5 separate regions of the Mus musculus genome follow, and all the other regions are linked to region 3. A link is a contact called in public HiChIP or PLAC-seq, Micro-C and promoter capture Hi-C data. All regions are on one chromosome and are shown on one strand. Each heading gives the region's core, a stretch centred on a gene start, on an enhancer-like site or on the middle of the called end of the contact. The rest is flanking DNA. Distances are from core to core; before and after follow the strand shown. Region 1 holds the start of Rnf38 (ring finger protein 38). Region 2 overlaps Rnf38 (ring finger protein 38). Region 3 holds the start of Zcchc7 (zinc finger, CCHC domain containing 7). Region 4 holds the start of Dcaf10 (DDB1 and CUL4 associated factor 10). Region 5 holds the start of Gne (glucosamine (UDP-N-acetyl)-2-epimerase/N-acetylmannosamine kinase).

Region 1 (5,519 bases), core at 1,740-4,239, 520 kb after region 3:
AGTGCTGAGATTAAAGGCCTGTCCCACCACCGCTGGGCTACATTTTTTATTACAAAATTATTACATTTAAGTGTTTGTGTGGGTGGGTAGGTTGGGGGGTGGCGTGAGTGCACGCTATGAAGGCTGTGTGGAAGTCAGAGGACAACTTGCTGGAGCCAATTCTGTCCTTTCACATGGGTCCTCGGAGAATGGTGCTTTGGGTGTGGGGTTTGTCATCTCCACAGCCTATGGGGTTTATGTTGTAAAACGTTTCGCACGTGAGAGGAGCATGTAGTACTTGTCTCAACATGATGTCTTCCAGATCCACTTCTTTAGCTGCACATGGTGAGCTTCTGTTGTTCTTTACAGATGAATAATGCTGCACTGTGTACATATCCAGCATTTCAACTCCCCAGTTTGGGGGTTGGGGGTTTAGCTAGGTGGTAGAGAGCTAGCATAGCAAACGCAAGGTCATGGGTTCAGTCCTCAGCGCTGAAAAATAAAACAAAAATAAACAAACAAACAAAAAACCCCAAAATAACCAAAAGATCAACTTCCCAGTTTGATCTCCTCACAATCTTTTCTTCCTTCTGACCTCTGCAGCACCTCCTTAGTGATCAACCCTATTGATCTCTTACACCTGCGGGTTTTCTACACCCATAGATTTAGTCTCTCTCACTAATCACCAATGGAGAATGGCCAGTGGGCCACAGCAGGCAGGAGGGCCCAGGCTTTCATGATGTCTTAGGGGGTGTGGCGATGACTCAGGGCTTTTGGGCCCTCTCTCATTTCTTCCTGGTCTCAAGGCATCCTTTGATGGGTTCTTTGGGCTGACTAGACTACACTGCTAGTCTGTTCTTTCTCTTTAGGGTGGTCACTTAAGACATTTGCTCTAGCTTGGAGCTGTAAGAGATGACTCTGGGGTGTTGACTGTGGGGATAAAAAGAGACTAACCTGGCTGGGTGGTGGTGGCTCACGCCTTTAAGTCACAGCACTCAGGATACAGAGGCAGACAGATGAGTTCAAGGCCAGCCTGGTCTACAGCCTGAGTTCCAGGTCAGCCAGGGCTACACAGAGGAAACCCTGTTTTGAAAAACAAACAAAACAACAATAACAACAAAAACAGGGTAAACAATGCTCAAGATGGCTGCGATTCATGAAAGGGACGATGCCTCTGGACAGTAGTTTACAGATGTTCTTCAGTGGCCTTATTAGGATGGAGGCCCTGGCCTGAAAATACATTATCTGACTCTCCTGTGACAAGAAACTCAGGGATGAAATGCAGGAAAATTTAGGTCCTTTGGTCAAAGATAATCTCACTGTGTTTCAGTACAGCTTCCCCGAGCTGTCCTTCTTGGTGAACTACTCATCCTTAAGATCTTTTTTATTTTATTTTATTTTATTTTGGTTTTTCGAGACAGGGTTTCTCTGTATAGCCCTGGCTGTCCTGGAGCTCATTTTGTAGACCAGGCTGGCCTCGAACTCAGAAATCCGCCTGCCTCTGCCTCCTGAGTGCTGGGATTAAAGGCGTGTGCCACCACGTCCGGCTCTTAAGATCTTTAAAAGGTTTGTTGTTGTTGTGTGTGTGTGTGTGTGGTTTTTTTTTGTTTTGTTTTGTTTTTGTTTTTTGAGATAGGTTCTGTGTAGCTCAGAAATTTGACTACAAATATCTCAAGTGACCAAGAATGATCTTCTCTGATGCAATTATCATCCATAACTTCTAAGACTCTCTGACCTCCAAGGAGATTGCAAGCTCTCTGAAGGCCTGGACAATATCGTTATTATCGTCGTAGCTTCATTTCTGAGCACCGCTAATGACCGGATAGATGAAAGACAATGCATCATCTAGTGTCAACTGCGGACTTGGAAATGTCTGTTGCCAAAGATCGTCTGCTTTGCCCTCCCAGTCTTTCTTTGCATGGTGCAGGGAAAAAGCTGAGGCTAATTTTTATTAAAACAATCTAGCCAGCAGCTTAGCTGCACCCTTACCCACATGCCTGTACTTAGAGACTCTACTCAGCACATGGTTGGGTTTATTTTGCTCTTCCATGGATAACGCCGAGAGCCAGAGAATGATGGGAAGATAATCGGTTCAGCCGCCAACATCGCATTTGAGAAAAGAGGGCAGACCGGGGGGAGGGGGAATGATGGTGTTTTGAATCCTCAGAAATCTTCCCCAAATAATAGGAAAGCCTTCAGTACAGCTCCGAATGTTTCCTCACTTCGAAGCCTCTTCCTCTTCTGAGATTAGGCCCAGTTGCCTGGACGGCTTCCTGTCAGGGCTTTCCCGACAAGGGTATTTAAAGTGAGAAAGAGGAAGAGAAAGTCGGAGACAGGGGCGAGGACCACCGCTGAGTCGGACTGGCTTCTGCTGGGAATTCAAGATGGGTCTCCAGGACTCAGGGAAGGGCGCTCGTTCATCTCCAACTCTTGCGTCTCCGCCTCTGCGGTTCTCTAGGGCTCCGCGGAGACTGATCTATCACCAATCAGCCTCAGAAGCGAAGAGAGAGTTTCTTTCCTAAGTGTCTCAAAAGCACAAACTTTGAGGAGACAACCGGGAGGGAGGACCGACGTGCAGGGGGCAGAGGCAGGAAGCAAGCAGGCAGGCAGGCGCAGGGAAGGCAGAGGAACGCCCGGCAGGCTGAGGCTAACCGGGGCGGACCGGGGTACACTCCCCAGCGCAGACACCGCCCGAGGCAGCAGAGCGGCAGGGCCTGCGCAGCGGTCGGCCTGGCCTCCGAGGCCCGCGGCCGCGCCCCGGAGGCGGGCCGGGGGCGGGGCAGCACCGGGCTGGGGCGCAGATGCCGAGAGCTTTGGCCCGGGCCTCCCCGCTTGGGCGGGCCGCGGCTGCTGAGGATCCCCCTAGACGCCGCCCGGGAGCCACGGCCCGGAGCCCAGCGCTCATTGGCGGCGCGGCGCGGTCTCCCCGCCCCCCGGCGTCCCCGCCCCCTCCGCCGCCGCCGCCGCCGCGGCTCGGCTCCGCCTCCTGGCCCGCCGGGAGCCGCCTCCGTCGCCGCCACAGCCTCCTTCGCCGCCGGTCCGGGCCCAGCCAGCGCCCGCCGCGCCGGAGTCGAGTCGCAGTCCGAGCCGCTGCCCGCGGCCCCGCCATGAGCGGAAGCGCCGCCGCCGCGGTCGCGGTCGCCGCCGCCGCCGCCGCCTCAGCCGCCGCCGCCGCGCACTTCCAGCCTCGGTCGTCGTCTCCCAGGCCGGGGCCCGCCGAGCTCGGGCCCCCCCGCCGCCCGCGCCCCCCGCCGCCCCCGCCGCCGCCCCGGCCCGAGCCCATCACCGCCGGCCGCCTTAGCCCTCCGGGCCACGGGCCTCTTCGGAGCGGGGCGCAGGGTGTCGGTGCCTGCGGCAGAGCGCCCGGAGCAGGTACGGGGTCTGCCGGCGAGGCGGGGCGGGGCGGGGCGGGCTGTGCGGGGAGGGGTGAGGGTCAGTCCGGGGCAAGGGGTCCCGCGGAGAGGGAGGAGCCTTGCCCGCCACAGCTTTGTCCAGCCCGGGAGACCCCGGGAGCCCTGCTCCTCCGCCGGGCAGAGCGCCTCACAAAGCGTTTTCGCACCCGCTGGGCAGCCCCTTCCTGCGGGGTGGGCAGGGCAGGACCTCGTGAGGAATCGGCTCTGCCGGGGAGGAAACTGAGGCTTACCGGGGGAAGTGACTTGCCCAAGGTCACAAAGCCAGCTAGAGTCGTGTCTTGGCTGAGAACCAGGGCCACCCTGGAGCTGGCGCGGGCCGTCAGCCGAGGGGGCTGGGAGGAGGAGGCAGAGTCCCCAGCCCCTGAGTCTGGAGTGGTAGGAAGAAGGGGGTTGGGGCCTGCGCCCTGGCACACCCACCAGGGTAGCTAACCTATGCTAAGCTGACCAGGACAGGTAGGAAGGAGAAACAGGAGCTGCCTCGGGAGCTTAGTGCCCTGGGGAGCCGATTTTGGGAGCTGGAGCGAGCAGGACTCCTGCCGGGGGCGGGGAGGGGGATGTGCTCCGAGAGGGTTTTATTGAGGTAGTGGAGTAGAGCTTTGGAAACTTGACTCGGGGACCGTTTGGCCCTCTCCAGGTCAGCCTTCTCACTACTGCATAGGCTAAGCCAGCCCAGCGGGAATGAAAGGGAAGGAGGCCTGTTTATACAGTGTCTTTTTCCAGGAAATTGCCCGAGTTTTGTTTATGCCCGGAACAGAAATACATAACTGGTCCTGGTAAAAGCATGCATGCGACAGAAGGCCATCCGAGCCTTTTCTAGATGGTCTGGACTTAACACACTTGGAGAATTCTCTGAGGAAGAGCAGCTGTCCTAGAAGGGGGAAGGAAGTTGGGAGGGTTAGGACAACTCACCCTCCTGCCTGCTTTACAATTCAGGAGGAATCCATTCTTACTTGGGGTGATTAGGCGAGTTGCTTTTACTCTGCGTGCATCTTAGAAAAGGCGAGGGGATAATAATTATTTCCAGAGGAGAAAGCAATGGAAGGATAGCAGGCAATGAGGAAAGATCAGTAGAAGCTGTGGAATGGGGAAAAAGAGAGGGTATGTAGTTATTGTGGGGGAAGGGAGATAAAGGGATTGCTGAAGGGGAGGGAGGAGAGCAGATAGCTTAGAGAAAAAGACTGGGATGCTTCCAAAAGGCAAGCAAAGCAAATAGGGTAAGTTTGAAGTGAGCCTCTTCAAGCTGAGCGCTGTCTACAATATAGAGTTTTCCTATGGGTCTGACATAATTTTGTGTGTGGTTTTTTTTTTTTTTTTTTTTTTTGGTTTTGTTTTGGTAAGGACAGTTGTAATATGTTATAGACTCATGCTGCCCTTAACTTCACCTACTTTCTTCATTCTCATCCCTAAGGATACAGACCCTAGAGTGCCTAAGGTATTGTCTTGAAAGTAAGGCTTGACAAAAGAAGGAAGAGAAAGACTAATTAGCAAGTGAATTAATTAAGGCCTTTTCTCCAGATTGATTCCTTAAAGTCAGCTGTTTCTTTACTGTCCTGCACTGTACCTGAGCTTTCTGTCTTGGGTGCTGTTGGAAGGCTGCTTTGGGGTTGTGGTCCCAGCACTAGGAAGACTGAGGGATTAAGAGTTTCAGGCCAGCTGGTCACCGCAGCAAGTGGGAAGCCTGGTCAATTTAGGAAAAATCCTAGGATTTTGTTACAGATTTGCATGTGTGTATGTGTGTGTGTGTGTGTGTGTGTGTGTGTATGTATGTATGTATGTATGTGTTTAAAGATTTATTTATTTATCTATTTATCTACTTATTTGTGTGTTTTCAAGATAGGGTTTTTCTAAGCCTTCCCTAGCTGTCCTGGACTTGCATTGTAGACTAGGCTGGCATCGAACTCACAGATCCACCTACCTCTGCCTCCTGAGTGGAAGGACTAAAAAGACTTGTGCTGCCACACCTGGTTAATAGGTTTATTTTGCATGTGTGAGCGTTTTGTCTGCAGGTGTTTATGTATGTGCATCACATGAAGGCCAGATTAGAGTGTCAGAAACTCTGGAAGTCCAGTTACAGGCTGTTGTGAGCCTTCATTTGGGTGCTAGGGTCTGAGCCTCGGCCCTTTTCAA
Region 2 (5,051 bases), core at 1,682-4,181, 600 kb after region 3:
AAGAAATTTGTTGACAGGATTTCAGAAAAATCCACCAAGGAATAAAAAGTGATTAAGCAAAGAAATTACTGATAAAAATTGTAAATTTAAACATTTACATTTATCTTATGTGTTTGCCTCACCTGTGCCAGGGGTACATGTGGATCCTAGGGATTGAAGTCAGGTTTCAGGCAACATAATTTGTAAAAAGTACATTATTGAGTACTATCCTGGAAGTTGTGGTGTACATCCTTAATACCTAGGAGTCTGAGGCAGGATGCTTGGGAGTTTAAGGTCATCCTCTGTCTTAAAAACAGACAAAAAAGCTGGCACAGAAGACTGTTAAATCTCTCCATTTTTATGAAAAAAAAAAAAACAAAAACTGAATATAGTAGAAAGCTGCCATTAGAAACCATTTTAGAAGGAACAGTGTTTCCTTAAATCCTATTAGCACAATAGTGCAACTGTGCTAATCTCTAAGACAAGGATTAAATTGTTATTGATGTTATTAGCTGCCCAAAGTATCATAAACTACTAATGCCCTGATGCTTGAAAGGCATATGTAAACGTTAGTCTTACTTTCCAGCTACACCGGGTGAGTTTGCCATCTAGTTACCTGTAAACAAACACTAAAAAAGAAGTTAAGAGGTTGCAGATTTCCTCTCGGCTGTGCTGCTGTGGCAGTTAGAAGCTGCATCCTGAGCTAGGCTGCAGTTACCAAGTATCCCTAGTGCTCAACATTTGCAGGCTAGAGACTCACACAGTGTATCAGCTTAGGAGTGTGGTAAAACCTTAGCCTAATCAAGGAAGAATCAGTGAAATTATGCCTAACAGTTTTTTACAAGGTAACAAGTTTATTTTTAATTAACTGGAAGCATGCTTACATTTTGAATTACAGACTAATGGTGGTCAAACTAAGTGGTAAAGAACAGTGTTACTTTTAAAACTGTTTAAACTCCAAGGTGAACTAAGATTTAAGGTCCTCCTTGGTCTTTCTGAAGTGCATGCCTTTTTAATCAGTTCAATTAAACCTGTACAGTGTGTGCAGATCAGAGAGACTGTCCTGGTTTGCTTCCTGTTGGTGTGACAAACAGTTACCAAAAGCAACCTCGGGAAAAAGAGTTTATGTCACTTATATATAGCTCAGAATCCATCCTAAAGGGAAGTTAGGCCAGGAGCAGAAGTAGAGACTGTGGTACTTACACTGCTTAGACTGTCTTGCCCAACCTGCTTTCTAATGCAGTCCAGGACCACTTGCCCAGGGATGGCCTGCTTGCTCCATGGGCCTGGCCCTTCCACATCAGTCATTAATCAAGAAAATGCCTTATAGGTAGGTGTAGGTGTAGGTGTGTGTGCATGTGTGTGTTTATATAATTTGTTTTATTTATTTGAAATGGGGTCTCGCTGTGTAGCTCTGACTAGGCCTGGAACTCACTATGTAGATGGAGCATGCTAGTCTTGAACACTAAGAGATCTTCCTACTGGGAATAAAAGTGTGTGCCACCATGCCCTGCCTATATGCCAGTTTGAGGGTACATTTTAAATTTTCTCTACTGAGATTCCCTCCCTAGATGAGACCAGGAGCTTGTATCAGGTTGACAGAACTAATCAACACAGGGTTCAGTTCATCTCCTGACATGAAATTAGCCATTATCAGTTGAGATTTTGTTTCAATTTTTAAAAAAATTGTGGGGAGGGGGTTCTGAGAATTCAAATGCAAGGGCTTGTGCATGCTAGATAAGTGCCCTACCATTGAGTGATATCCAAGCCCTATAAAAATATCTTAGTTTATGCTTCCGTAAGGAAAGTTTGAGTCCCGAACATTTCATTTTAGTTGTGTAAATTTAGATGTAGTATGTTACATTAGCTTTCTGTTGTATTTATCTGATTACCTGGAATTTAAACAACCACCTATTATCTTAAAATTTATGTGTGGTGCAGGACTTAAATCCCAGCTTCTGCGAGGCAGAGACAAACAGATCTCTTGAGTTCCAAGGCCAGCCTAAGTTATATATATAGTAAGACCCTCGTCAAGAAAACCAACCAGCCAAAAACCTTGTATGAGAAGCTCTGGTATAAGCTATTGGGTCTTCTGCTCATATCTTTCTTACCTGGCCGGAGTTCACACTCTTTCCTTGGTTGTTTTCTTTTAAAATCATTGGTTGACAGATTATGGTAACTGCTCTGGCCTGGTGCCTAGGGCCGCTGTCCCCAGTTCCCTGCTCTGTGGCTCCCTTTTCTCACCTGACAGCGCTGTACCTTAGTTTGGAAGGCTGATAGCTTCTCAAGAAAGGCTCAGTTGTGTTTTTTAGGACTGCCTCTGATTAAGTCAGGTTCTCCTAGGGTGCTCTCTCCTGATTAACTTAGATCAGCTGTTGGAATCTTGATCCCCCTGAGATGCATTCCTACTTTGCTCCCCCTCCCCCACATCAGTGGGATCTGCTCCAAGTATAATAAGGGAGGATTATACACAAATGATGAGAGTTTATGGTGACATGTTATATAGGAAGTCAGCTTATCATATATTCCACACAAATAAATCTATGAACTTACCGTGAGGGTCAGTGCTAGCTTCAGTCAAGCCCAGTGGTGATGCATTATAGATACGGTAGGACTTGAATATAATTTCTTCCACCATATTATTTGTCTTTAGAGATAAATGGAGTTTCTGACAGAAGAAAACTATTGTGGATAGAAAAGATATACTTAAAAGCTCCTAGTGTGACAAGAGCCAAGGGTGCCAGGGGTTTGTTGTTTGTTTTTACTTGTGATGATGGAACATTTTCCAAAGGATCAAAGAGTGAAGAATAAAGCGGACTCTGATTTCTGTTCTGCTAGCCAGGTGCTTGTACTTGAGATTTGTAAAACCGACCACGATTGTTGATGGTAAATGACTTGCTTAAAACACAGACGGGGCCAGAGAGAGCGCTCAGCAGTTAAGAACACTGGCTGCATCTAATCAGTTCAGGGTAGACCACGCCCTCTCTGGCCTCCAGGGGCACCTGGCGCACATGTGGTGCACGATACAAAGAATCCATTTACTTTAAAAAGTGAAAATCACTACAGGTTTCACTTATGTGAACATAAAAAACCGCCCAAGAGAATTGCAGGTAGAGTACTAATTAGAAGAAGGAACAGCTCATTTGGAGAGAGGTTTTTGTGACATTCCTTGCTGAATGAAGATCAAGAATGGCAAATATACGTCTTATCTCTTTTGGGTTGGTTTTATTGTTTTGAGAAAGGACTTACTATGTGAGGCTGGCCTAGAGTTCTTAGCAGTCCTCTGCTTAGGAGGGCTCTGGTCAGAGGCACAAGCCACTTGCACGGCTGTGCTGTGCTGGGAATCAAATCTACCTTTTATTTTCTTATTAATTCAGTTATGTTCCAGTATTTCCTGCTTTATAGTGCGTGAATATCATACTGTTGGTTGCTTGCATCCATTCTGTCCTCCCCTTTTCACGCTTATTTAATAGGGTGGCACACATTTAAACCATGACATGTGGAGGTCATAAGACAAACTTTGGGGAGTAAATTCTCTTTCTCTACCCACTATGTGGGTTTCAGGAATCTAATCCAGGCCATCAGAGTTGGTGGCAAGCCCTTTTACCTACTGAGCCATCTTGTTGACCGTCGCTTTTTAATTAAAATAAGGTCTTTGGGATTTTTATTTTTTAATCCTTATAGCTTAGTTCCTTAACATGTATATATCTCTTAGCTTTTAGAAAACAGTAAATATTCTTCACTGTTCTTCACATACTCATAAGTGTAAAGAGTGCACATTATGTTTGCAATACAGAGATAAACTATAGTTTATATCCAAAATATACTGTGTAGTAAACTAACAAATATTCCTCTTTATTAACCTCTGAGGGGTGGTAGTAGGTCTTTGGCAGTATTTTTGTTCTTACCATGTTTATGAGGTTTATGCCACATTGACAACAAAGTTACAGATGGGTCAGAGATGATCAAAGCATGGCAGTACTACAGCATTCACTTTATGATGTCCTTAAATTCCTCTCTAGCATCTCTTTTACTATCTGCCATTCTGAGAGCTGTGTTTTCTTTTTTTTTTTTTAAGATTTATTTATTATTATATGTAAGTACACCGTAGCTGTCTTCAGACACACCAGAAGAGGGAGTCAGATCTTGTTATGGATGGTTGTGAGCCACCACGTGGTTGCTGAGATTTGAACTCTGGACCTTCGGAAGAGCAGTCGGGTGCTCTTACCCACTGAGCCATCTCACCAGCCCCGAGCTGTGTTTTCTTACTCTCCTGCTCCCGTCCGGCTCTCAGAGCAGAGCACTCCGTGTCAGTGTCATCAGAAACTTACTTAACAGCGATTGATTTGGTTCTTTTTCTTTCCTTTCCACCTTCCCCTCCTTTTTTTGCTAGCATATGCCTGTTAGAAGGTAGGAAACCACGCCCTTTTTTTGTTTAGTGCCTGTTACCAAGGAGACCCTTAGATCTAAGACTGAGGGAAAAAACTGTAAAAGCACACGGTGTTAAGCACGTTTTATTTTATCTTATTTTTTTTGTATGTGTGAGCATAAACAAGTCTTTAAACTTGGAGTCCCCAAGGAAAATTTCACTGTCACAACATAGTGAAGAGTGTTGTTCATGGTTTTAAATTGCTACAGACTTACACAAATGTAAGGAGATTTAAACTACAGTCCAGATTTTTACGTTACAGTTGTTTACTTTCAGACTTAGGAGTTTGTCTTCATTTCCTTAGCAGAGCCTTTAGTTTTGTGTTGTTTCCTTTATTTGGCCTTTTGTTACTGTTTGAGGATTTTCATTTGCTTTTCTTTTTTTTTTTTTTTTTTTTAAATCTTGAGACAAGATCATGATTTCTAGCCCAGGTTAGCTTAGAACTTGGGATGTTCTTGCCTCAGCCTCCCTAGTACTGAATAGATGTAGCTAAAGTTTATTGGATAGACTGGACAGGCCATCCTCAGTTAAACGTAACATTTGTACATGAAGTACACACAGTCTTTCAGCTGATAGTATAGAACTTTTACCATAAGTATTGTCAAGTCTTTTTTCACCAAGGTCACTAAAAGTACATTGAGAA
Region 3 (5,655 bases), core at 2,861-5,360:
CAACTCAGGCTTAATAGTATTTCCCATCAGAAAGAATTAAGTGCTCTATTTCAGAGGCTTCCATGGTACTTTATAAAACACTCACCACATTTCTAATTACTTATTCAATGTAAACGTCCCAGAAGTATAGATCACAATTCCAGGAAGGCAGGGACCTTGTTCACTTTGTTAAATAGATCACAATAGCCAAGCCAAACAGCTATTTGGAGATGTTTATAAATGTTTGAAAACATGACTTCTATCATTAAGCCTTTGTTTTTTAGCGGCCCCCCTCCCCCGAAAAAGCCTAACAAATGCTTAGAACATAGACATTGTGATAGAATAATTTCTCAGTTGTCTTTATTCCAAAACACTAACCAAAAATCTACACAGTAGAGGTTTCAATTATCTACCAATGGAATGCTGATCAAAATAACAGTTCTGAGGAAAGGAAATCACGCTTGTCTAAACACCAGGAGCACCCTAGACAAAAGTAACAGTGCCAACTTACTCTTCCTTCCACTTTCAGCTTTACAAATACAATTAAGAAACAATCTTTGTTTTCCTAGGTTTGCGTTTCTGCCAGAACTTCAAGGTGTTTTGTCTGTTTTGTTAAGAGAACCAGCAGACTCCAGGAATCTAAGAGCCAAAAAAGTATACACTCAAGCTAGAGTTTGGGTGTTGTTTTCCAGAAATAAATGACTTCTGGTGTAATTCCAGATGGAAGCAAGAAGATACAGAGTTCCAGACTATCCTTAGCTACACAGTAAATTCCAAGGTCAGTCTGAGCTAGAAGATACTATTTCAAAATAAACCAAAACAGAACAAAACACAATTAATTTCTTTTTCCTTTAAAGGCTATAATGTACTTGCTCCCTCCATGTGATCTTTCAAGTTATTTTCAAGTTCTATGCTGTTATTGTCATTCCAGAGGAATGTGGCTGTCTGAATAATAATGCTCATGACATTTATCGGTTTATATTGAAATGTTAGCCTCAGAGGACTTCAAATGAAAGATGAATTCTTTCCTTTTTTTATTTAATAGGTAAATTAATTCTAAAAGAAGTCAAGGAATTATGCTTCCTTCAAAATCCTCAGTGGACCCATCCAGAGGATCCAGTGTGGACTTAAGATAAAACCTAATTCCAGGGCAGACAGGAAAAAAAAAAAAAAAATGAAAGAGCTAAATTACAGAGTTACAAATTTGTACCACTCTTGGAGCCATCCCAAAGGAAAGGGATTAAGAATAGAGCCATAGGCACACCTGTGAATATATGCCAAAAATAAACTACAGAGCCATAATAAAAACGGACTTCTTTGGGTCTAAGGATTTATCTCTTCCCATGAAAGGTAGAAAAATGAATTTAACAATTTAACCCCTATGGCAGTTAAGAGGATTTTGTTCCTTCTGTACTTGAAAACTGTGTTCTGGCATAACATACGCTTTTATATTTATATAGCTCATATATGCCAAAGTTAAGGTTTGCCTCAAGCTGTTTTGGTTTGTTACAACGTTAATTTCAATCAAATTCACTTAATTTTTAAAAAGTATACTCAAGGATGAGTATGAATCTGCATGTGTATCTGCATGTGCACACACACGCTTTTTGACGCAGAAGGCTTTCTCAGCTTTTTACTGAGCATACTTAACCAGCTAACACATGTTTCTGACAAACATTTACATCTAAAAAGTACCTGCTGGATTGTTTTCACAAAACTCCCTTTAGAAACATTTGAAGAAACAGGTCCAAAGACACAAGGAGGCCTCCCTAAGGCTGGACACTTGGTTAAGAACTCGGCTAGCATGATTTACATGTTCCTGATCTAAGCTAATCATCACTACAAATACTGCTATATGTGTACTGGCTAAACACCTACATTTATCTGACATATACATTAACTTTCCACAGGGAATACAAACCTGAAACAGACATTTTAATTAAAAGGAGTAGTAGACATTTAAACTTACAAATTTACTATTTAAGAACCTAACTGGTACTTAAACTTTATCAAAGTTCTGTGTGGTAGGGCACAGGGACACACAATAATCCTAGCATTTGGTCAGAAGTTCCTGTCTTAACCCCTAGAACCCATCCCCAAAGAGTAAATAAACAAAAGATGTTATCAAAGCACAGCAACTCAGAAGACTGATCACATTTTAAAATCTAAAATATCAGAAGTGGAAAAGAAGCTTATCTAAAGAAAGAATATAAAACCACTCACTGTGGTTTTTTTTTTTTGGGGGGGGGGGACAGTCATTGAATTTCTTTAAACTAACAAAGGTTAATTAGGTTTCCAGAATTTACCAAGACTTAAAAGCCAATATTCCCCCTTAAAAGATTACCTACTAGTCATTCTAGACGCTTTGCTCTTAATTTTCTTTCAAAGTATTTCCAGCTTAGAGCTTCTTTCTGGGTGCTATAGGTCATCTGAGGTAGATTTAAATCCCAAATTTGGTCTTATTCATTTGATGGTGCTGGGGACTATATCCAGGGGCCTGGACATGCTAAGCCAGTGTTCTACCTGGGGCTGGACCCCACCTTGAGGGCTGAATTTTTAAATCCACAGTTGTCAATGGATAAAATGACTAATAGTTTATTCTCCACTTAGGTTTATAACTTACAAGAATCTCAGTGTGCTACTGAGATTCAGTGAAGGCAGAAACAAAACCAATTACAAAAGTTAAAATGTCTGCCCCTTTTTCAAATGTTACTGTCACTTCCAATCAAAGGAGGTAAGGAATCCAAATGGGACCATCAAAGAGAGAAACAATGGGCTTGTCTCCATGTCAGAAATGCATGCTAAATTTACTGATGTTAACTTCTAACTACTCTTTGGACTCTGCTGGAAACAGTGCTTCTCCTATTTGTCCCATGCACTGTTAATCGTGTAGTTTTCATACAATTTTCACTTCCAATTCTTCCCTCAGATCATTCCCCATCCTCTGACTAAATGACAATAATTAACTGTCCCTAAAGCACAACACCGTCTTAAATACACACGCTGCAATTTAAGGTCTAAATGTTCAACACCAAGTCGAGAGCTTTTGAAGGGAGCCTAGTCATTAAATTAAGGGTGATTTTATACTTGGGAAAAACAGGCTCAGGAAAAAAATTATCCAATGGGCTAAAAAAGGCCCTTAAAAGTTTCCTTCTGCCGGGCGTGGTGGCTCACCCCTTTAATCCCAGCACTCTGGAGGCAGAGGTAGGCGAATTTCTGAGTTCGAGGCCAGCCTGGTCTACAAAGTGAGTTCCAGGACAGCCAAGACTATACAGAGAAACCCTGTCTCAAAAAAAAAAAAAAAAAAAAAAAAAAAAAGTTTCCTTCATTCAACCCTGAGACTTGAAATCACAGTAAACTCGACCTAAAGGTATTCTGAGCGTCGGCAGCTAATCAGTGATGGCTGGAACTGGGGGCTGCCAACTCCCAACCTCGATTTCCCCACAGTAAAATTGACTACAACTGTCTGCTGTTAGGGTGTGCGGGCGCGGGGGCAGAGGATCATCTTAGGATACCCTGGTTTTATATAAGGAATGGGGCATAGTTCCCAGATTCTTTGTGTCTACTCGTGAAGCGGCTACTTGACAGCACCAGCTTAAGGTGGCCCCCGACTGGACGCATCCTTGAGGGCCAGGTTCCCCTCAGCGAAGGGAGACCTCCACATTTCGGGACTGGCCCACCTCCCCAGGACGGGTGAACCGTGGGAGGCGGTGGAGTAACGCCGACAGAGAAGACGTGCCCGTCAAGGCCATCGCCGCCCAGCCTTGCCCAAGCCCTGGTCTCGGGCCGCCAAACCCCAGCCCGGTCACTGAGCCGCGTGGGGCGGCACGGAGCTGAGAGGCCATTTGCTGCGCTGCACTGCGCTGAGCCCCGAAGGACCGGGAGGGGAAGGCCAGAGAGGGGCACGCATTAGTTCCACAGCTCCGCGGGCGAGGCGGAGAGGGGAAGGGGTCCCCCGGCCGCGGGACAGCTCGGGGTCCGTCACACACATACTCACTGCCGCGGCCGCGACCAGGAAGCACCAACCAGGAACCGAAACGCGTAGAGGAACGGGGAGGGGCGAGGACAAATGAGGTAAGGAAGCCGCGTCCGCGCGGACTCCAGGGAGGAGAAGGTACTTCCGGGGAAAACAGAGCTCTTGGGAGCTGTCCTTCCGCCCAACCCGCGAGTCCTCCGAGCGCATGCGTAACGCTTATTAACCCTTTGTTTTCTCCGCCTATAAACTTTGTGTTTGGTTTTGTTCTTTTTTTCTTCATCCTTCCTTTCGAAAAGAAATCTCGGCTGAAAAAATTATGGTGCATATTTTTATCTTATGAGTTATACTAAATAGAAGCTACTTGAAGGGCAAAAGTAAGTGCGAGTTCACTTACTCCCGTGTTGGAAAGAAAACTACAATTCCCATGATACCTTGGTCCGGTCGGCAGGGGCTGTCTCTTTTCTAGCTCTGGGTGACGCCCTCGTAGTAACACGTGGCGCAGAGCAAATCGGCCCCTTTTCCGGGTGGAGGTCAGAGTTAGTAGGGGATTTAGGGTTAGTAGGTGACTTCGGAGAGGGACCTTGATAATGCCAGCGCGGGAAGAGGCATTTTTGAGAGTGTCTGGTTTGGGTTTTGGTTTTTCCGCTAGTGGGAATAGTGACCGCACGGCTTTTCTCACCTTAGGTTGTAAAGTGCACTCGGAGGTGCTTCCGCCTTGTTAACTGTTTGTGAACCGTGAAGAGCTGCACTCCTGCAACACGGAGTAAATGCTGTTCTTTCTGGTACTAGGAGACGGTGTTCACGGCCTCCAGCATTGGTTCCCTTGGTCACACCTTTAAGAAAAAACAAAAAAACAAAAAAACTTTAATTATGAGGTTGGACGTGTAACCCAGTTGGTAAAGTGCTTGCTTACCGCATAGAAGGCCCTGGGTTCATTTTTAAGTTCCACCACATAAGCAGCCTAGTACAGAGGAGGTGGAAAAAGGAAAATAAGGAATTCAAGTTCATCCTTAGCAACGTGGAGCAGTCAAAGATAGCCTGAGCTACTTAAGACCTTGTCACAGTCAAACACAAACAAACATAAGTTCATCTAAGCAACTTTACAAATACCGAATTAGGTACTGACAACATCCCTGATAGATGAGTTTGATTTTAAATCTTTTTGCCAACATTTATTGAACATATTAGAGCCAAGCTGTCAGCCTTCTACGTTATTAGAAAACTAAGCTTATATTTACTTAAACTAAATTATAGGGGGGTTGGGGGAAGAGTTTCAGGAAAATGTCAGGCTGTTCTAGAAAGTCCAGATAAAGTAGAAGAATTTTAAGGTCTTGTTACAGTATTAGGAGTTTGAAAATAATTACAAAATTCGATTAGCATTATGGTTATGTGCTAGGAAAGAAAGGGACAAGACACTATAAAAAGGCAAAATTGAAAAACCTATTTGGGGGATAGAAAAAGTGGTATAGAAGTAGGTCACATGTTTGGACAGTTCAGGGAATATGTGCCAAAGGAATGCTGTGTGTGTGTTTGTGTGTGTGTATGTGTGTATTAAAAGACTGAATTTTTAATCAAGGGCCATAATAACTCCTCTTAGTATATTGTTAGCTTACAGGTGATTTCACTAGACTCCTCCCAGGGACCGAGCAAGGGATTAGAGGACCTATAAAAGGACTGCTGGCCACCCGGCTCTCTGTGTG
Region 4 (5,743 bases), core at 283-2,782, 590 kb before region 3:
CTGTTTAGGTCTGTCTAATTAACAGAGGTATACTATGTATATTAAATTTTCCCTTATGGTGATAAATGTGCTGTTTTCTCCCAGAAGTGTCAAACACTGCTGTATTTTAAATCTAATACTTGTTTAATCTTTATGTAAATACCCATGAAAGATTCCAAATAGAGCTGAGTCCTCATCATTATGATTTAACTTAGTCGCTTCCCCCCCTTCAAGCCTATTTTCTTCTCCTTTTAATATAGTTTACCGGTTGTTTTATAATGTTTTAATATATATGTAGTCTTGATATATTGTGATAAGAATGTTATTATGTCATCTTACCGTGGAGCCACAAGCAGTATTTTAAACTTGTTGTTAAACTTGTGCACTCACAAGACAGAGTACTACTAAATTTCCCTGGGGTAGTCTGAAAATTCCCTATGGCTTGAAGTAAACCAAGAGCAATCATCTTAGCAGTCTAAGCATGCAGTCTATCCCACAAAATGGCCCAAACCCTGAGAAGCGGATTTCTGCAGTCTTAGTGTCTTTCTAAAGCCTTCATTTGTCTCCTTCGTGGCAGGATCTGGCACACGGTCCAAAGAGTCTGCAAGTTTTCTACCTTTCACATAAATTCAGATCAGAACAAAGCCAACTGAGGATCACAGGAAAACGACGAGCATTTCTTTAAAGCCTATTTGTTTTGGTGTACCAGAACGCCCTAGTTGTGTACTGGCTCCGACTGACCTGAAGCGACGGCTTAAAAGTAGTTCTCTTTCCCCGAGCCTCCAGGACCCCGAAGGGAAGCACTGGGCCTGCCTATCCCAACAGGCCAGGCCAGGGCTCATAGGTGACAAAGTACCGGGGGGCACGAAGGCCAGCGGCTGCGGCCAGCCTGAGCGGAGGGAGCCCGCTGGGGTGTAGGAGCTTACCCGTCCGGAGAGTACTCGAGGTTGAAGACAGCACCGTGGGTGCGGGTGCTGAGGTACACCGAGTCTGCGGGATGGATGGACCCATACAGGTTAGTCATCGTGCGGAAATTGTCCCGAGCCGGGTCCACGAACAGCCCGCGACCGAGGCTTCGCTCTCTCAGCCACCCGAACAGTCTGGCCCCGGGGCCGCCCAGGCCTGCGCCGAGGCCCTGCCGGCTCCGCCCGCCCGCCCTCCAGTCCGGCCTCGAGCGTCTGCGCGGCGAGGAGGAGGGTGACAGCTTTGCCTGCGACGCCGACGCGGTGGCGGCGGACAACTCCAGAGCTCCGGGAGCCGCGAACTCTCCGGCGCGCTCGGCTGGGGACACCGCGGGGCCGCCCGGGAGGCGAGGGCTCCCGGCGACCGGCGGGGGAGAGGCCGCGTCAGCTCCTCGCTGCGGAGACGCCGGTCGCGGAGCTGGAGAGGGCGGTCTGGAAGCTGCCGCCGGCCCTCCGAGAGGCGGCGGCTCCTCGGCTCCAGCCGTCTCGTCCCCGCCCGGGCTGTGGGGCCCGAAGGGAAACATGACCAACGCCCCCGCCCCCTATTCCGGGCCGCTGTCCCGCCGCCCGACAACTCAGCGCTCCCGCTCCAGCCGCCACTTCCGGGTGTCGCGCCCTAAAGCCGCCGGCTGGGAAACCCGCGCCGCCGCTAGGCTGCCCTCTGCCGGGGACGTAAAAGCAGGGACACCACCGCCGGGTGCGCCACAACCTAGGAGGACTGTGAAGTCAGGATCCACGAGCCCTGTGTGTGCAATGTAGGGCACACAGAACCCGACTACAACCAGCAGAGAGTCGGCCCTCAGCTGTCAGGGAGCACTGGCTGGCTGTGTGCCGGACCAGTCCTACCAGACTGGGTCGGATTATCTACTGTTGTCCTTACACTGAAATGGAGCAGCAAGAGGGGCTGGGGGAGGGGACGGTGATTACTGTATTATATGTAGGTCACACAGTAAAGCTCTTGGCACACTGCCTACTTACTCAGCCTAGAACTCTATAAAGATTCAAGAGCAGTCGAATTTAAAAAGCATTGGACTGTACAGGGCCTAGACTAAAGGAATCTATTGATGTCATACATATCTGCCCAAATCTTGGTTGCTGCACAGTAAGGGAAATCTTTATCAGGGTTAGAGCCTTCTTCTCTTCCCCGCAAAAAGAACATACGTGCAGCTAGGAGTAAATGAGGGGAGCTAGAGATCAATCAATTCAAATCCACAAAGCCAGAGCCCACTGTCCGTCATACTCATACTACATCTGCCAAGCACTGCCCGGGCCTTGACGATATTCCCCTGTCTCCGCCCCTGCTGCCCCTGATGATATTCCCCTGTCTCCGCTCCTGCTGCCCCTGACGATATTCCTCTCTGCTCCAGCTGCTGAGTACCTCTTTTCAGGGAACTCATTAACAGGGAATAGAGGTTTCCAGTGCAGGGAAGTTTAGTCCTCAAAAAGGATAGCCCGAGGTAAAAGGAAAGGCAGATAGATAACAAACAAAACAAAATAAACCCCAACCAATTCTGTAGGTCTGTAGCGTTGTAGGGAGTTTACGTTTTAGTGACTGTGATATAAACCTGGAGGATGTGCCAACCCGTGAAGACAGACCTGGAAGATGTCTGCAGAAAGGGACTTAGATATTCAATGGTTGAACTTTAGACAGAAAATCAAGAAATCATCATTCGGTCTGAATTGGCTCCACATAATCAGATTTCACAGTGCAGGGCATTCCCCATGAAAAGCATACTAAGGTCCCAAAGGCATTGAAGAGCTGTTCACTGGGCTGAGGATGTGGTTCAGCGGTGGAACGTTTATCTAACGTGTGTGAAGCCCTAACTTCAACCCCTAGTACCGTAGAAAAGAAGAAGAAAAAACTAACCATGTTCACTGACAATTTAGAGAATCTAAGGAAAGAAAATTGGAATAAACAAGAGTTTATAAGTTTACATGTTCTCTGTTCATGTCATAATGACTCTCAAAAAGTTAAATTGTGAATAAGCTCAAGGCAATGGTGGTTATAGCACAGAATAAGTAAGTTAGTAATATGTGGTTTTAAAAATGCTTGTATTTAATATGTGAATATTCATTTATTCCAGATATTTTTACTGAAACCTAAAATAAGAGCATATTACATTAAAACTATGACCCTAGGGCTGGAGAGATGGCTCAGAGGTTAAGAGCACTGACTGCTCTTCCAGAGGACCAGGGTTCAATTCCCAACAACCACACGGTGGCTTCACAACCATCTATAATGGGATCTGATGCTCTCTTGTGGTGTGTGTCTGAAGACAGCGACAGTGTACTTGTATAAATAAAAATCAAACTTAAAAAAAAAAAAGACCATGATTCTATAATATCAGTAAAAATAAAACCTGAGAGAGCACTAAAAATCGCACTCAAATTCAGCTGTGCCTCTTCCTGTTGGCATGCTGCCTTTAGGGGCCAGAGAGATGGCTTAGCGGCTAAGAGCACTGACAGAGGACCTTTGAGAGTTTGTACACAGCAGGCGGTGGTGGCGCACGCCTTTAATCCCAGCACTTGGGAGGCAGAGGCAGGCAGATTTCTGAGTTTGAAGCCAGCCTGGTCTACAGAGTGAGTTCCAGGACAGCCAGGGCTGTACAGAGAAACCCTGTCTCAAAACTAACAAACAAAAAAAGACAAAGAGAGTTTATACACAACCACGTTAATAAGGAATTAACTTCAAGTCAATCTACATTGACCCATTTATATATACTAATACCATTTAGAAAGCTTAAGAATTTTCAACTTTAGTAACCAAAATTAAGTCACATTTAAAACATCATTGGAAGTCTTTGGCCTTATGGCCTTTTGTTTTGTTTTGTTTTTATTTATTTATTTATTTTTTAATTTTATTTTCCTTATGGTCTTTTTGAGTCACAAAGGAAGTAAATAATCAAAAAGGTTTTCCGAACTCTGTCCCCAAGTCTCAGTTATTATCACATGTCTCTGGACATTCAAGACCTAGTTCATCAAACAGGTGGGGAACAATTTTTTTCTCTACCCAATAACTAGATGTTTTGTGTTTTTTAATTGTTATGCAACTGATTTCTTCTAATGCAACACAGCTGGAATGATAATAGACACTGGCCTCTCCTGCCAGTCTCTTATGCTTTCGGAGCAGTAAGTTAGTTCTCGATCTGTTTAGTATCATTGTTTCTGAAGGACTAGAGAGATGTCTCCGTTAAGAGCACTTGCTCTTGCAGAAGATCTAGATTCAGTTCACAACCATCTGTAATTCCAGTTTCAGGGGGTCTGACACCCTCTTCTAACCTCAAGGGTACCAAGTATACACATGCATGCAGACAAAGCGCGCGCGCGCACACACACACACACACATTTTTAAAAGTCTTCTTGCTTATCCTAGCTTCAAAAATCCTATTTATTTTCAGGCTGTAAGGGTGGCTCAATACTTAAAAGCATTTCCTGTTCTTACACAGGACCCGGGTTCAGTGTCCACAATCCACATGGTGGCCCACGCCTGCAGTAACTCCATTTCCAGAGTATCTAATGCCTTCTTCTAGCCTCTGAGGACTCCTGTATGCATGAAATGAGGGAGGGAGGGAGATGGATGGATAATCTCTCAGCCAAGAACAAAGATTTCCTTCCTGTCCTGGCTGCCAGTGAAGAGCAGTAGCCATGGTCCCGAGCTACCCCATGGCTGTGGGCCATAACGTGACAGTGAATGTCAGCAAGCCGAGACACAGTAGGTGCCACAGGCGCCTCATCAAGCTCACCAAGTTCGTGCAGGACATGCTCTGGGAGATGTGGGGCTTTGCGACCTACAAGTGGCGCGCCATGGAGTTGCTCAGTGTCCAAGGTCAAGCGTGCACTCAAGCTCATCAAGAAGAGGGTGGGCACACATCTGTGCCAAGAGAAAGCAGGAGGAGCTGAGCAACATGCTGGCAGGCATGAGGAAGGCAGTGGCCCAGAAGGACTGATGCACCTTCCCCCAGTAAACAATCGTTCGGTAAAACAACAACAATAATAACAACAAAAATAGAGACGGCATCATACTTGAAGAGCTTGCTTTCCAGGCGACAGTAACAGAGCTCACAGGCTACCCCTCTGTCCCCAGTGAAGCCCAAACAAGACACAGTATTTGTGAAAGTAATAGTTTATATTTATCCAAGTGTAGTGGCTCATACTGAAGCAGGAGGTTCCCTGAGAGTTTGAGTCTGCCTAGGCTACACCATGAATTCCAAGCCATCCTGAGCTACACCGAGCGAGCAGAGGTCCTAAAAATTCAATTCCCAACAACCACATGAAGGCTCACAACCATCTGTACAGCTACAGTGTACTCATATACATAAAATAAATAAATAAATCTTTTAAAAAAGTCTTATTAAAACCAATGTACACTTTCTCTCTGGGTACCAGCAAGCCAAGCTGAATCCTAAGAAATAAGCCCTTGACTTTCAGGCTCATGACCTCATTCAGGGGTTATAAAGAACCACAGACAATGTTTATGCCCTAAGTAAAAAGATTTCTTAAAGACTTATTTTATTTATTTATTTTATGTACGTGAGTACACTGTAGCTGTATAGATTGTGAGCCTTCATGTGATTGTTGGGAATTGAATTTTTAGGACCTCTGCTTGCTCTGGTCAACCCTGCTCACTCTGGTTGGCCCTGCTCTCTCAGTCCCTGCTTGCTCCGGCCCAAAGATTGACTTATTATTATACATAAGCACACTCATAGCTGACTTCAGACGCACCAGAAGAGGGAGTCAGATCTCATTACGGGTGGTTGTGAGTCACCATGTGGTTGCTGGGATTTGATCTCAGGACCTTTGGA
Region 5 (5,070 bases), core at 2,286-4,785, 680 kb after region 3:
CTGTAAATTGCCTTTATTATGTTTAGGTACGTCCCTTTTATCCCTAATCTCTTTAAGCCTTTTTTTCATTAAGTTGTGTTGGATTTTGTAGAAGGCGTCTTCAGTATCTAATGAGAGGATCATGAGGTTTGGTTTTTTTTCTTTCAGTTTGTTTGTGTGATGGATTGCATGGACAGATTTTTGCATGAAACAGTCCTTGCATCTCTAGGATAAAATCTACTTGATCATGGTGGATAATCTTTTCTATGTGTTCTTGGATTCTATTTGCAAGTAGTTTATTGAGTACTTGTGTATCAATGTTCATGAGAAAAATTTGTCTCTAATTCTCTTTGTTGAATTTTTGTGTGGTTTTGATATCAGGTGATTGTGGCCTCATACAATGAATGTGGCAATGTTTCTTCTGTTTCTATTTTGTGGAGTAATTTGAGGAGTATTGGTGTTAGCTCTTTTTGGAAAAATCTAGTAGAATTCTGCACTAAAACCATCTGGCCCTGGTCATTTTTTTGGTTGGAAGATTTTGAATGACTACTTCTACTTTACTAGTTGTTATAGGTCTATTTAAATTGTTTGTGTGATCTTGATTTAACTTTGAGAAGTGGTATCTATAGAGAAAATTATCCATTTCTTTCAGATTTTTCAATTTTGTGGAGTAAAGTAATTTTTTAAAGTATGACCTAATGATTCTTTGGATGCCCTTAGTGTCTGTTGTTTTGCCCCCCTTTTTATTTTTGATTTTTATTTTTAGATTTTGTGATAAATAAAAATAAAAATTAAATATTTTATCCTAAACAATTTTAGTATATTTTATTTATGTGTGTTCACATGTGAACATGTGTCACAGTGTTCAGAGAACGACCTTGGGAATCAGTCTTTTCACAACCATGTGGGGCCTAGGGATCAGATCAGGTTTGGTTGCAAGTGCCTTTACTTACCTGCTTAGCCACCTTGCCTGTCAAATACTGGGTGTGTGTGTGTGTGTGTGTGTGTGTGTGTGTGGTCTGTGTGCATGTGAGGTGTGTGTGGCTTGTGTGTATATGTGTGCTACTTCGTTTTGTCTTTTTCATGAGACAAGGTCTCTCTATATAAACCCAGACTAACTTCAAACATGACACTCAGCCTGCCTCAGCCTCTCAAGGCTCAGCTAAACATTGTTCTTGAAGTTAGTTTGTCTTAACTTTCTTTCCACACTGCCTATGTAATGATGTAGCATGTAACTTTAAAAGCCAGATACCTTTCTTGACCATCTTCCATGACTCTATACCCCTCATGGCAGGCTGAATAAATGGCTTTTTGAAATATCCATACCCCTTCTTTTGGAGACAGATTGTGCAGATGTGATCAAGTATTTTGTGCCCGGAAGATTATCCTGTGCTACTAGTTAGGCACAAATTTAATATTCTAAGGGTCTCTGTAGGTAAAAGGAAGGCAGGAGAGGCACAGCCAGGAAGTCTTGCTGTGAGAATATTCACAAGCCAAGGAGTGTCGTCAGTCTCCACGAGGAAAGGGTGAGGAAATGACTTCTCTCCTTCAGCCTCCAAAGAGCAGATACCCTGCTACTGCCTGTATGTTGGTTCCCCCAAATTCTGGGCTCACCCCAACCTCTGGAAGCGTAAGATATGGAAGATAAAAGAGTACTAGCACTTTGTTATCAGTGCTAGGAAGCTATAAATATAGCCATTCTTTATTTCTAACTCATAACCCGTCAATAATAAGTCTCATGAGTTTTACATCCAGATGAATTGCATATCTATTTCAGTGGAATTTTCACTGGAACCAACTCTTGACTCTCAACAAATCCATTCAAATCCATTCTCTACCCAACAGCTCAGATGGTATTTAGAAAAAAAAAGTATGATGTGAAATGTGTTGGAAATTGACGTGTTATCAGAGCATTCATGAATGGTGACCTGGTCAACTTACAAATCGATGGTTGCTGATCTCAGACAGAAAGGTAGACAATGTCACCTCAGTGTACAAAACCACTCATTGTCTGTCCTTTCATGATGGGATGACCCTTGCAGGATCCAACATGGCTACACTAATACCATGCAAACCAGAGCTTCATCCTTGACTGAGATAGACCACAAGCTGTAAAAGTCTGATGGGGTCCACATTTAGCTTATAGCAAGAACCCCCAATGGAAGCTGAGGCAGGAGGACTGACGTGGCTTGAGACCAGTCTGGGCTACACAGTCAATCCCGTGCCAGTTTCAGCTAGGTACAGTGTAAGATCCTGTCTCAAAAAAAAAAAAAAAAAAACAACCTAAAAAAGTAGATCTGAAAGTTTCACTTGTGACTTTTTGTTGTTGTTTGAGACACAGGTGCAGCTGTGCTGTTCAGAATACTGTCTAGCTTCTCATTCTCTTGCACCTAGCTGTGGGAAATGTCACCCATGTCAGGAGGTTCACCACGATCTCTAACTTCAGCTCCAGGGTATCTGTTACCCTCTTCTGGACTTTGACATGTGCACTCTAATGTGTACACATCCTCTGCCCCACCCCCCTACCCCATATACATGATAAAAATAAGCTAAAATAAAATCTTAAAAACAAAACAAAACCAACCTTCATCAGGAGCTAGCAGCACAGGCCGCTCCCCACCTTCCTGGGTCTTGGATCTGCAATTAGTCTAGCAGATATTCTTGAGATGTCTGTGTACCTCAATCTATCAGACTATTGAAACTATGGCCTCAAAAAACCCTGAAATTTTCCCCAAGAATCTCATACTCAGAGAAGGAAAAGACCGAATGCTGGTGCTGAAAAGAGACTTCACACGGGACTGACAATTTGTGACTGCCACTTTGCTGGGGAAGTTAGAGTCCAGACAGTGACAGGTGGGCTACAGCTTGCCCTGGACCTCTTAGATGTGCACATCTCGAACTCTATATATTTTAACCTAAAATCTGAGGTCCCAAAATGGATCCAGGGGATATGTCTTTGGATATCTTTGTCCCTCTTCCCAACATGGCCACATTGAATTAACCTCCGTTTTTTTGCTTTTTTTTTTTTTTTTTACTAGTAACTCTGTTCTCATTAACTTATGGAGAACAGGTGACAGAATTTGGCTTCAAGGGGAAAAACTGTGAGGCCCAAATTTGGTAATAGAATTGCCTAGATCCCTGGAGTGACAGATAACTCAGAGCTGACTAGCATGTGTATTGTCACGCTGCACTCAGCCAGAGCCTCGTGGCAGGGGTGGCAAAGCTTAAATTCCAGGGTGCACTCTAGGACTACCGACACTGAGTTGCCTTGGAGTTTGGTCCACGAGATGGCACTCAGCTTGGGTGCAAAGCTAAAACAACCATCTCGTGGGAGAACTCGGGCTTAACTGTGGGCTCTGCCAGAGGAGAGAACACCCTCAGGCGAGAATAAGGGTCAGCAAACCGAGTGGATGCCACTACCAGAGGCGACACGACAGCGGAAGGTGCGCCACACGACTGACCAACAGAAATACGCCAAGGAGGGGCTGGGACCCGGTGCAGGCGGAGCCGGAGCGATCGACCGTTCGGCGCTCCGCGGGAGCCGGGGTGTGCGTTGCGAATGCAGGAGCAATGGCTGGGGCTGGGTCGAGCGCCGAGTCGTCGAGCGGCGCCGGGTAGCGGAAGCCACCGGGTGCGCTTGCCGGGGCCTGCCCTGTGGACCCGCTGGACGCGAGCCTGCCAAGTGCCGAGGTGGCGCCGGAGGGAACTAACCCGGCGGAGGCCACGAGTCAGTCGGTGACTCACGAGCATCGTGCCAGGCTCCGGCACCTCTGCTGCAGCTGTGGGCCTCGCGCTGGGCGTCCGGGTTCTACGCAGCAGGGCGCCTCTCCCGCCCGGTGCGTTGCTCCGGCGTGGGATCCCGGAGCTGTCAGACTCAGCGTGCGGGTGAATGGGGACCGGGGCTTGCAGAGGTAGGCCTGGCCAGGGTCCAGCCCATCCGTGCACGCAGCAGGCGGCACGGCCCTGGGTCCCTGGGCAGAGACGTGAGATAGCTGCGGGGGCCCAGCACTGCCTAGGTGGGGAGAGGGTTTGCACCGAGGGACTTCTTGGAGGCTTGCCCAACTCTGACTGTCTGGACACTCGGTGTCCTTGGAAATTTGATAGACGTTTATATCCGTCCTTGAACAGGCTTGTAAAATTGTTAGAGGAAAGAATAGATCGGCTTTGCACCTCGATAGGAGGGGTGTGGCGGCGGGGAATGGTTTCACAGTAAAGATAATGGTTTAGCCCGACTGTAGGGGCTCTGGAAGGAACATCAAACTGAATTATTATAGCTGGGCAGCAGGGTTCTGAGAACTCTGTACAGCCCTTCCCTTTTTATTGCGGTGAGTTCCATCCGCTCTGAGTGAAAGAAAGGAGTGTCTCAAGTTCTCCGGAAAGGTTTGCACCCGTGGATGTTTGTGGAATATACACACAAGGTAGAGGGTGTGTGCGGCAGTGACCTGCGTGTAGGAAGGTCATCTAGACTTGGCTTTGAATTGAAGTTCTATCAGTCATTAACTAACTGTGATTTAGATCAAGTGGATTTTTTTTTCTACACCTCAGTGTCCCTGTCTGTATAGTAGAGAAAATGAGGATGGAATAACGTGTCTAACGCCGTGTTAGCCCACTGCTGGAGGAAGCACTTAGCAAACGTTTACTTTACTGTTGTTTCTCTGCTGGTGACTGCTTGCACAAGTGTGCTTATACTTTCTCGTGGTTGGGACATTCACTTATCCTTTTGCAGCATTTATAAAAGCACAATTGAGTTGAATGTAGTTTGTGAGCATTGCCATTTCTCGGAGCCAGGGAGATTGCTGCTGCTGCTGCTGCTGCTGCTGCTGGTGTAACGCTTCAAACTTGACTTGAGTTTGGGTGCTCCAAACCCAGTAAAACCGGTCCTATAATTCGAGCAGCTGTAATAACAGCAATCCGGAAGCCTTGGGTTTTTTTGTTTTTTGTTTTTGTTTTGTTTTGTTTGTTTTTGTTTTTGTTTTTAGAGAGCCTGTCTCCAACAAGGTGAAAGAAACGTAGGGGAGAGCTGGTGAGGTTGTTCTGTGTGTGAGACAGGCATAGAATTGATAGATGACTCAAAGGCAGAGAAAGTGAAGT

What was found. Promoter capture Hi-C pulls out the DNA fragments that hold promoters and counts their contacts. A called contact is a pair of places that touch in the nucleus more often than the background predicts. HiChIP or PLAC-seq counts read pairs in DNA pulled down with a chosen protein or histone mark. Capture Hi-C pulls out chosen DNA fragments and counts their contacts.
Region 1: a contact with region 3 is called in a Micro-C map of embryonic stem cells, with 4 times the contacts expected there. The contact joins the promoter of Rnf38 here to the promoter of Zcchc7 in region 3. A contact is called at or near these places in 1 of 39 promoter capture datasets (cranial neural crest), 5 of 484 Hi-C or Micro-C datasets (CD4 T cells, LSK cells, embryonic stem cells and 1 more) and 3 of 115 datasets of contacts at active chromatin or transcription factors (astrocytes, memory CD8 T cells and neural progenitor cells).
Region 2: an H3K27ac HiChIP or PLAC-seq map of extraembryonic endoderm stem cells shows a contact between it and region 3, with 4 times the contacts expected there. The contact joins the enhancer-like site here to the promoter of Zcchc7 in region 3. A contact is called at or near these places in 7 of 39 promoter capture datasets (the 3T3-L1 cell line, 3T3-L1-derived adipocytes, the HPC-7 cell line and 4 more), 3 of 484 Hi-C or Micro-C datasets (CD4 T cells, Th1 cells and embryonic stem cells) and 4 of 115 datasets of contacts at active chromatin or transcription factors (astrocytes, embryonic stem cells, extraembryonic endoderm stem cells and 1 more).
Region 4: a promoter capture Hi-C map of liver shows a contact between it and region 3, with 3 times the contacts expected there. The contact joins the promoter of Dcaf10 here to the promoter of Zcchc7 in region 3. A contact is called at or near these places in 2 of 39 promoter capture datasets (erythroid cells and neutrophils), 1 of 484 Hi-C or Micro-C datasets (embryonic stem cells), 1 of 115 datasets of contacts at active chromatin or transcription factors (regulatory T cells) and 2 of 9 other capture datasets (adipose tissue and liver).
Region 5: a promoter capture Hi-C map of hippocampal neurons shows a contact between it and region 3, with 2.3 times the contacts expected there. The contact joins the promoter of Gne here to the promoter of Zcchc7 in region 3. A contact is called at or near these places in 3 of 39 promoter capture datasets (the HPC-7 cell line, HPC-7-derived erythroid cells, embryonic stem cells and 1 more) and 2 of 115 datasets of contacts at active chromatin or transcription factors (astrocytes and bone marrow-derived macrophages).

The regions. Positions count from the first base shown.
Region 1 is chr4:44,231,375-44,236,893 of GRCm38.p6, reverse strand. Rnf38 (ring finger protein 38) reads left to right here and starts at 2,989. Exons shown (of 12, transcript NM_001379580.1): 1 at 2,989-3,351. The coding sequence starts at 3,087.
Region 2 is chr4:44,159,396-44,164,446 of GRCm38.p6, reverse strand. All of the region lies in intron 2 of Rnf38 (ring finger protein 38), which reads left to right. Among named protein-coding and RNA genes, the nearest start is that of Mir5106, 59 kb to the left of the region's middle. Within about 2 kb of position 2,931, at least 30 of the 459 cell types and tissues checked have an H3K27ac peak or open chromatin away from gene starts, as enhancers often do. A contact at or near this core is called in extraembryonic endoderm stem cells and memory CD8 T cells, where this site is marked.
Region 3 is chr4:44,755,014-44,760,668 of GRCm38.p6, reverse strand. Zcchc7 (zinc finger, CCHC domain containing 7) reads right to left here and starts at 4,110. Exons shown (of 9, transcript NM_138590.4): 1 at 3,977-4,110.
Region 4 is chr4:45,337,890-45,343,632 of GRCm38.p6, reverse strand. It overlaps Dcaf10 (DDB1 and CUL4 associated factor 10), which reads right to left and starts at 1,532. Exons shown (of 7, transcript NM_153167.2): 1 at 906-1,532. The coding sequence starts at 1,465. It also overlaps the pseudogene Gm12585.
Region 5 is chr4:44,071,182-44,076,251 of GRCm38.p6, reverse strand. It overlaps Gne (glucosamine (UDP-N-acetyl)-2-epimerase/N-acetylmannosamine kinase), which reads left to right and starts at 3,535. Exons shown (of 12, transcript NM_001190414.2): 1 at 3,535-3,890.